2 separate regions of the Rattus norvegicus genome follow, and region 1 is linked to region 2. The links are chromatin contacts, called in public Hi-C maps. All regions are on one chromosome and are shown on one strand. Each heading gives the region's core, a stretch centred on a gene start, on an enhancer-like site or on the middle of the called end of the contact. The rest is flanking DNA. Distances are from core to core; before and after follow the strand shown. Region 1 overlaps Col18a1 (collagen type XVIII alpha 1 chain). Region 2 overlaps Adarb1 (adenosine deaminase, RNA-specific, B1).

Region 1 (3,641 bases), core at 648-3,147, 200 kb after region 2:
CAACCATGGTCCTTTGATGGGTGCTGATCTCTGCATGCTTCGGAGGCCTCTGTGTGGGGCCAGCCCACGGCTCCTGTGATTCACGTGGGATGAAGCCGCCTTCCAGTTCTTTCAGAGAACAACTTGTTGGCAGAACGGCATGAGCGGATTTGTCTGCAGCTGGAAGATGCTCTTTGCTGACCTGAGAAGCTGATTTCCAGATGGGAACCTAAGGCTCCTCGGGGTGGGGTCCAGGGCTGGGGCAGTCCCACAAAGCGCTTGTTCAAAGATAAATATGAGATGTCGACAGGCTCGGAACTTTTATGGCTACTTGGCATGGCCAAGACAGTTTTACCGAATTTTACAGGATTATTTGTCAATAACGTGAGGCAGGTAGGACCAGCCCTTCCTAAGATCATAGAAGCTGGAACCTAGAGTCCAGAGACAGACAGGAAATCCAAGAAACACTGAAATCTCATTTAAGATTTTACTAGGGCCGCACACAAGGAAGACCTTACAGATGAGGCCTCAGAAGACAGCCAGGAGGTAGAGGGATGCACAGTGGTGGGTGCAGTGAGGGGTCGGGGCATACACAGAAACTCTGGATTCCAGAGATGGGTCAAGGTTTCAAAGGAAGCTCGAACAGCCACAGGTAAGACTGGGCTTCCTGAAGCTGCTTTAATAAGCTGCCATGAGTCCTTGGCTTAAGACCCGTTTATCGGTAGAACCCAGTTGGAAGCAGGAAATGTGTCCAACTGGCTACAGTAGTCAGGAAATTTAACAGGCAAGTTCCTGCTGGGAAAACCATTCTGGCTTTCCTATAATCTGGAAGCCACTCACCCCTGTAATTCTTGTGTTTCCGCTCCCAAGACTAGCATGGTAGGGAGTCCCTCAGGCCGAACCCCTTCTCTTCTTCCTAAGAGAACCCCAGGGGCTGGGGGTTAGGCTACTTTATCCCTGGCTTCCAGAGTGAAAACTCTGGCAGTGTCTTTTACATTCACCTGCAGATTAACCCTTGACAGGAGGCACAGCCATCATAGTTTCTAAGGACGACAGGCATCTTGGGTATTCTGCTAAGCTCACAGAGGTAAAGACAAAATGGATCATTTTCGACCCATAGGACAGGGCTGAGCTGTGGCCACTCAGAGAGAATTTACCTGATTGGATGGGCGGGAGACGTGGGTTCATCTCCAGCATTGGTGTAGGGGGAAAATCCACTCCCCACATAGAGCAGAGGGCATAGGAGCATCTCTGTGACTTGGGGTCTCTACCCATCACCCCGACACCCCGTTCTTAGAGTTTACATTACATGCAAAGGGAACTGCTACCCACCAGGAGAGAGTACAACATCATCTGTTGGTAGCTGTATGGTGCTGGACCAGACAAGCACCTGGTGATGCAGACAGAGAGGAGGCTTAGAGGCTGCTGGTGGGACTGAAGCTGCCACACACCTTCCCCCTAGGGTGACCTGATGAGGTCCTCTGTAAAGCAGGGCACAGAAGGGGACAGGCTTGTGTGTGTGTGTGTGTGTGTGTGTGTGTGTGTGTGTGTGTGTGTGTGTGTGTGTGTGTATGTGAGAGAGAGAAAGAGAGAGAGAGAGAGAGAGAGCGCACAGAGGTGTGGACAGAGGAGGTGCTGTGTACTGGTTATGGGGACTGAGAAGTTGAGAAGTTATTCTCTCACTTTGAATTACTGTATATAAGTTTCTTTCCTGATACAGTATCATCCCAGGAAGAGCTCCTTAGAAAAGCTTGCAAGTGGCTAAGAAATGCCGGGTCTGTGGCTCCCTCTGGTGGCCGCCACCTAGTCTGAGACCACGTCCTGACCAATCTTGGCTGATCCAGTGTTTCCCTGGGGTTCCTCCTTAGTGGACACACGGAGGCTGGCACACTGCAGGATGCCAGAGCCTGACTTTGAAGGGATTTCAGATGTTACTCACCTTGGCAGCTCAGCGCTAAGTCCCGTGGAGTGAATCATGGTCTGTATGGGGTTCGGTAATCTCAGCGGAGTGGGTGGAACCCAGAGAAAGGCTCTGGGAAATGTTTGAGTGAGAGCCTGGGTCACCCACCCACATCTTTCCCTGTGTCATCAGTAGCTCAGAGCTGGTGGGAAGGTGATTTGGGGTGCCAAGGCTGTGCTGGCTGAATCACCCACCTGGCCTCCAGGCTGCAGGAGTTTGGGGGAGGGGGTGGATGTCTTGGCCCCGCCCTGTTGCACTGTTTTTTTTTTTTTTTTTTTTTTTGGCATCTCTGCTCTTTGCTAATTGCATTCCGTAGATTCTGGGTAGAATTTATTGTGTTACTTGACCACGTGCCACCCGGTGAGACAGCTGGTGAAAAGCCAGGAAACCAACCGGTTGCCAGGTATGGCTTGGCGGGCCACAGGTGGGTTTCTGAGCTGCCACTGGGAGGAAGTGGGTCAGGCTGGGGTCCAGAGGTGACAGTGTCTTCCAGAACCAGGGACCTTTGTCTCCCGCCAAGCCCTGCTGTGATCTTAGCAACATACTCAACTGGACTTGGGGGTCATCTCAAATTTTTCAAAGAGTCTGATGGCAGTGTAGGAAGTGAGAATAGAGTGTTGGCCATGGGCCCAGGCACAGCGTGGTCCCTCACTCAGGGGAAGGTTAGTCTTTCTTCTGGCCATGCAAAACCAGCAATGGGTCCCCAGGCTGCAGTCAAGGACCTCTACCCTCGATCTGACCATGGGAATTTTTCACCACCAGCTGTCATATGTGTGTTCTCCCCCCCCCCCCCACCTGATCCTTAAACAGACTCTCTCTGGGGAGCTCTGGAGAGGGTGGTTTGTAAACCCAGGTGAGCATCCCCAGCCTCTGTTGAGTGAGTAGCGTTTCTTTTTGACTCCACGTGGGCAGCCCTCGGGAGTAGCTCTGGGAGGTAACAGTTTCCTTCTCCTATGGGAGATGCTGTGGGCTCTTCAGATCCTAGTAGCTCTCAGGCCTGTGGGGAGAGGTCTTGGCACTCCCTGGGGCTAGTTTGGGGATCTCAGAAGGAGGAGGGGACCAGAGGCTGAATCCTGGGGCATACTGACAACGTTGGGATACCAGTGCTGTGAGGAACTTGCTAAGGGAGAGGTAAGAGACTACAGAAAAGGCTGGGGAATGAGAAAAGCCCCAGACCCGATGTTGGCTCTGGCATGGGCCGGCCAGCAGGTACCTCTGCCTGAAGGATTGGCAGTGTGCAGGTAGTCTCAGGTGCGCACGGACGTCACCTTTAATGCTTCAATGACAGCAAAGCCCTCTATGTTCCCCCCCTGCTCTTCCTGGCCTCATTCTTGGCATTGATTTCTCTCTTTCCCTACAACTGGAAGAAGACAGGGAAAGCCCGCTGAGGGCGTCTTAGATATTTTTCTGTTGGTACCCTGTTTCCGCTCATGCTCCCTTAGTAGTTTTTCTGTTTGTTTTCTTTTCTTTTCTTTTTTGGTCTTTTTTTGTTTTCTCCTTCCTTTCTTCCTCCTCCCCCTCTTCTTCCTCTTTTTTCCTTCCTTCCTCCTGTTTTCCCTCTTCCTCCTCTCCCTCTTCCTCTTCTTCCTCCTCCTCATCCTCCTCCTTCTCCTCACCTTCTTTTTTTTTTTTTTTTTTTTTGGTTCTTTTTTTTTCGGAGCTGGGGACCGAACCCAGGGCCTTGCGCTTCCTAGGTAAGCGC
Region 2 (3,728 bases), core at 178-2,677:
GATCGGAAGTGTGAGCTTTTGAAATACTTTAAGATTGTGTGTAATGAATTGTGTTTTTCTAAGACCAGGATAATACATGCTTTTAGAGAGAAGCTGTGGCAGGACAATATGGCAGGTGATGTTAAGATTCCACATTGTATCTTTATAGGTTGTTACGAATGTTTTAAAGAGATGGATGTGTATTGGGCTTTGTATGTTTAGGAGGGCAATCATATCTTATCAATTGGGCCAAAAAAAAAAATACATGCTTTTAAATTTTTAGTTCTGTGGTGAAATTGTAGTGACAAGCTGCTTGTTGAACTGTGACAATACATTTTCGGTGATTTTTCTCCCTCCCTCCTTCATTTACTGTGTGGCTGCTCTGCCCCCCACAGGACAAACAGTGGTTAGCTTGTGTGCACTGCAGAAAGTCTCATGAGAAGGAAAGCTGTTTAGTCCTGGTGCTGGCCAGGCAGATGCTTCTGACAAGGCCTGAGAGGAGCCTTTGGCATGGTCAGACTGTAAGACCCATTAACGTCTGATCAGGAGTCAGTTGCCAGCCACCATGTAGGCTGGGGTGAGCCGAAATTCAGAGGTGCTCCTTTGCCAGATTCCCCCACGATCACCACCACATTGTATGCGTAAGGTCCCATGTCTGTGTCCCGTCCTTTTGCTTCCTCTCTGAGTCTTTCGTTTGCCTCAAACGTGAGAGCATCTTTAGTCTGCTCCCAGCTCTTCTGCACATATCCAAAGGCCATCATCGGGTGCCTCGATCTGAAGCCATCCTCTTCTGCCTGGTTTCCAGGGTGGAGAAATGAGGGGGGGTTGGGCACATCGTAGAGGAGACTCCAGCTCAGCAGAAGCACGTACTCTGAGTGCTGACGGAAAATAATCCCGAGACTCAGAGCATCCTTCCCTGCTCAGTGTGAAGAGGACAGCTGGCCATGAGCCCCGAGATGCTGTCAAGGAGCCTTCCCCTTAGCCTCAGCTTGAGTTCAGACAGAGGGGATCTTTTGAGAGATGAAGAACAAGGCAAGGGTTGGGGTGTGGGGTGGAGTGCCACTAACCCGTCTCTGTATCTGCCCACCTATCTTAACAAGGGCCCACAGGGAGCTTCTGCATCCCAGCATCAGAGCTTTATATGTTTCAGTAGTTTCAGTAGTAACAATGGTGCCCTTGACTGTCAGGCTGAAGGCTTGCTCTGGAATGGACCATATGAAATCTTGTGTGTGACGTCAGCTATGAGAGGGCCTCAAGTGTAGAAAGTTGCCACTGACAACTTTCCACACACGTACAAGTACACACACACACACACACACACACACACACACACACACACACACAAAAGTGGGTAGATAGCTCAGATTTTCTGGAATGTGCTGTGGCAGATATGATGTATGTCTCATTGCATTTGTGAAGCTGGCAGCTTCAAGGCACAAGGGAGGGCCTTGATGGCAGGGCAAGAGCTCCTCTCAGAGAGGACGCATCCGTGGCAGCAACACATTCCAGTTTAGCAACTGAAATACTGAGTCACACTTGGAATGTTACAGAAATTGGGTCCAGAATAAATCTCAGTAATGCCAATTCCCAGTGTAAATGCTAATATTGAAAATGCAGTTTTAGAAACATTTTCTGTGGCTTTGCTCTGTTTAGTTGTCCCGTGGGAAGGAGAACTAATTAAATATAAGCAGAATATTCTAGATTTCATGTGTCTAATATTCATACTTGTTAAAATTTTTCTGAATATAGCTTTAACTTATTGTGAGGTTTTAAACTACATGCTAAGTATTTTATACTCTGTTTTATCATTTGGTTACAGTAAATGTTCTTCCTAAAGAGAATGGGCTGGATTTGGTTTCTCTAACTACACAGGTGGAACTCGGGTTTATTACCTCATTTTGGGTCATTATGCTCATAAATTTAAGCTCCATTTACATGTGTATCTGGAACATAACCGAAAACAAGTTGAAGTGTGATGCGAATGCATTCATTTAGGGATTATTGGAATTTTCCTGAGATAATCAGCCAGAGTCAGGGATCTTGAGATCACATGGCAGGTACAGCCGTCTGGGTCTGCTGACTGTGGTCAGCACTGTCCAGGGTTCTATCATCATCAATTTCCTAACTCACCAAAAATAGTCACAGGCCAGGGGCATGAAGAAGCGCGACTGCAGGCTCTGCTGGCCTGGCTTCTTGCTGAAATCTATTTAAATTGACAGGAGCACTCACTGTATGCAGGCCATTTGGGCGCTAAATCTCAAGGTCCCACTCAGTGTGGCCTGCAACCCCCCACGCACACTCTCTCCATGAGGAAGGCGTGCCACTGATCAAGCCGGGTCAGACTCCAGCACCCCCACCAGCCACCACCCTGCATACCTCAGACTCTGACTGGTATCTGCTAGAGAGAGACCTGAACAGCAGAGAATTTATGTCCTCCAGCGAAGATAAAGGAAAGGTACCTGGAACACACTGTTTAAACTGTGTCTGACCCTGCCTTGCCCTTTGATCCTTTCCGCTTAGAACCCCTTCCAGGTTAAGGACCTCAGTTTGCAGCCAAACACTGTCAAGTGTGTATAGACTTGGCACACAAGAAGCAGACGTGACTGATGTGCTCTCCCAAGGCCCCTCGGTCCAGTGAGCACAGATGTGATCAGGAATGAGGGCGCCCTGATTGTAGACCCACCTCGTGTGCCCTGGGAAGTGCTGGGGTTTATGTCACAGACAGAGACCAAGCTCTGAGCTCTTCATGGGGTTTGTAGGCTGGCGGCTGGGCAGGTGCCGCAGATGAGATGCCGCTTACGTGTGCGGATCTGGGGTGCCCAGAGGAGATGCTGGCCCTGGGCTTCCGAGGCCATTAGTACCTGCGGTTCTATCTCGGCAATAAGCATGTGTGGCGTCTCCTGGGGAGGGAAGTCACAGGTGTAGATGTCACGCTGAGGAAAGCGGAGCTGGTGGGGCACTGGGACTCTGGTCCTCACTATGGTCACCCCATACTTGCCTGTTCTATACAACGCTATTGACCGTGCTGCTACCCGACGTTCTTGATCAACTCCGCTGGTGCTCAGCCACACTGAGCCACACAGCCCCGCTGTTCGTGTCAAGGCACAGGGGGGAGTGTTTACTTAGTGTGGCCAGTCGGCATTTGGACAAATATTCAGTAAATATTTCAAAATGGGAATAATTGTCGAAACCCGTGTTTTCTCTTTTGGTAAAGGGTGGCGTGTGGCTGTTTTAACCATGAGCCAACGTAAAAGCAGCAGGCACCATCCCAAACACAGCTAAGCACCCCAGGAGTTCCTTGGAGGAGACAGCTGAAGCAGTCACGTGACAGTGGGGAGTTGAGGGTCGCGACTGTGGCTGTGCAGGCTAACAGCTCGCCTCTGTATCTAGCGCACACATTGCGAGGAGTCGAACAGAGCTAGGAAGAGCAGAGCTCAGCCCATCCTCACTGGGCTGGCAGGTACTAGAAGACGGCTAAGGAGGTGAAGCCTGCTTTACCCATGTGGGCTTTAGCCATGCAAGGAGGGAGACAGACAGACAGTCAGCAAGCCACAGACACACCCTGCCTGGAGTGGGAGCAGCACCTGCATGGGATGGTGACGGATGTCTCTCTGAGTAGGTGTTTTGACCTGGCCTTGTTCTGAGAGGAGGCGAGAGCCCTGCAGTAATTTGGGAGAAAGCATTGCGGATCCCCACTTGGAGAAACCATATCCAGGCGTCTAAAGGAACCTGGTATTAAACCAGTGAAA

What was found. A called contact is a pair of places that touch in the nucleus more often than the background predicts.
Region 1: a contact with region 2 is called in a Hi-C map of the A7r5 cell line, with 4 times the contacts expected there. The contact joins two enhancer-like sites. A contact is called at or near these places in 7 of 12 Hi-C or Micro-C datasets (the A7r5 cell line, Schwann cells, frontal cortex and 4 more).

The regions. Positions count from the first base shown.
Region 1 is chr20:11,502,829-11,506,469 of GRCr8, forward strand. The region is part of intron 2 of Col18a1 (collagen type XVIII alpha 1 chain); the gene reads left to right. Among named protein-coding and RNA genes, the nearest start is that of Col18a1, 31 kb to the left of the region's middle. Within about 2 kb of position 1,898, at least 12 of the 93 cell types and tissues checked have an H3K27ac peak or open chromatin away from gene starts, as enhancers often do. A contact at or near this core is called in the A7r5 cell line and Schwann cells, where this site is marked.
Region 2 is chr20:11,298,679-11,302,406 of GRCr8, forward strand. The region is part of intron 2 of Adarb1 (adenosine deaminase, RNA-specific, B1); the gene reads left to right. Among named protein-coding and RNA genes, the nearest start is that of Trnaa-agc36, 58 kb to the right of the region's middle. Within about 2 kb of position 1,428, at least 6 of the 93 cell types and tissues checked have an H3K27ac peak or open chromatin away from gene starts, as enhancers often do. A contact at or near this core is called in the A7r5 cell line and Schwann cells, where this site is marked.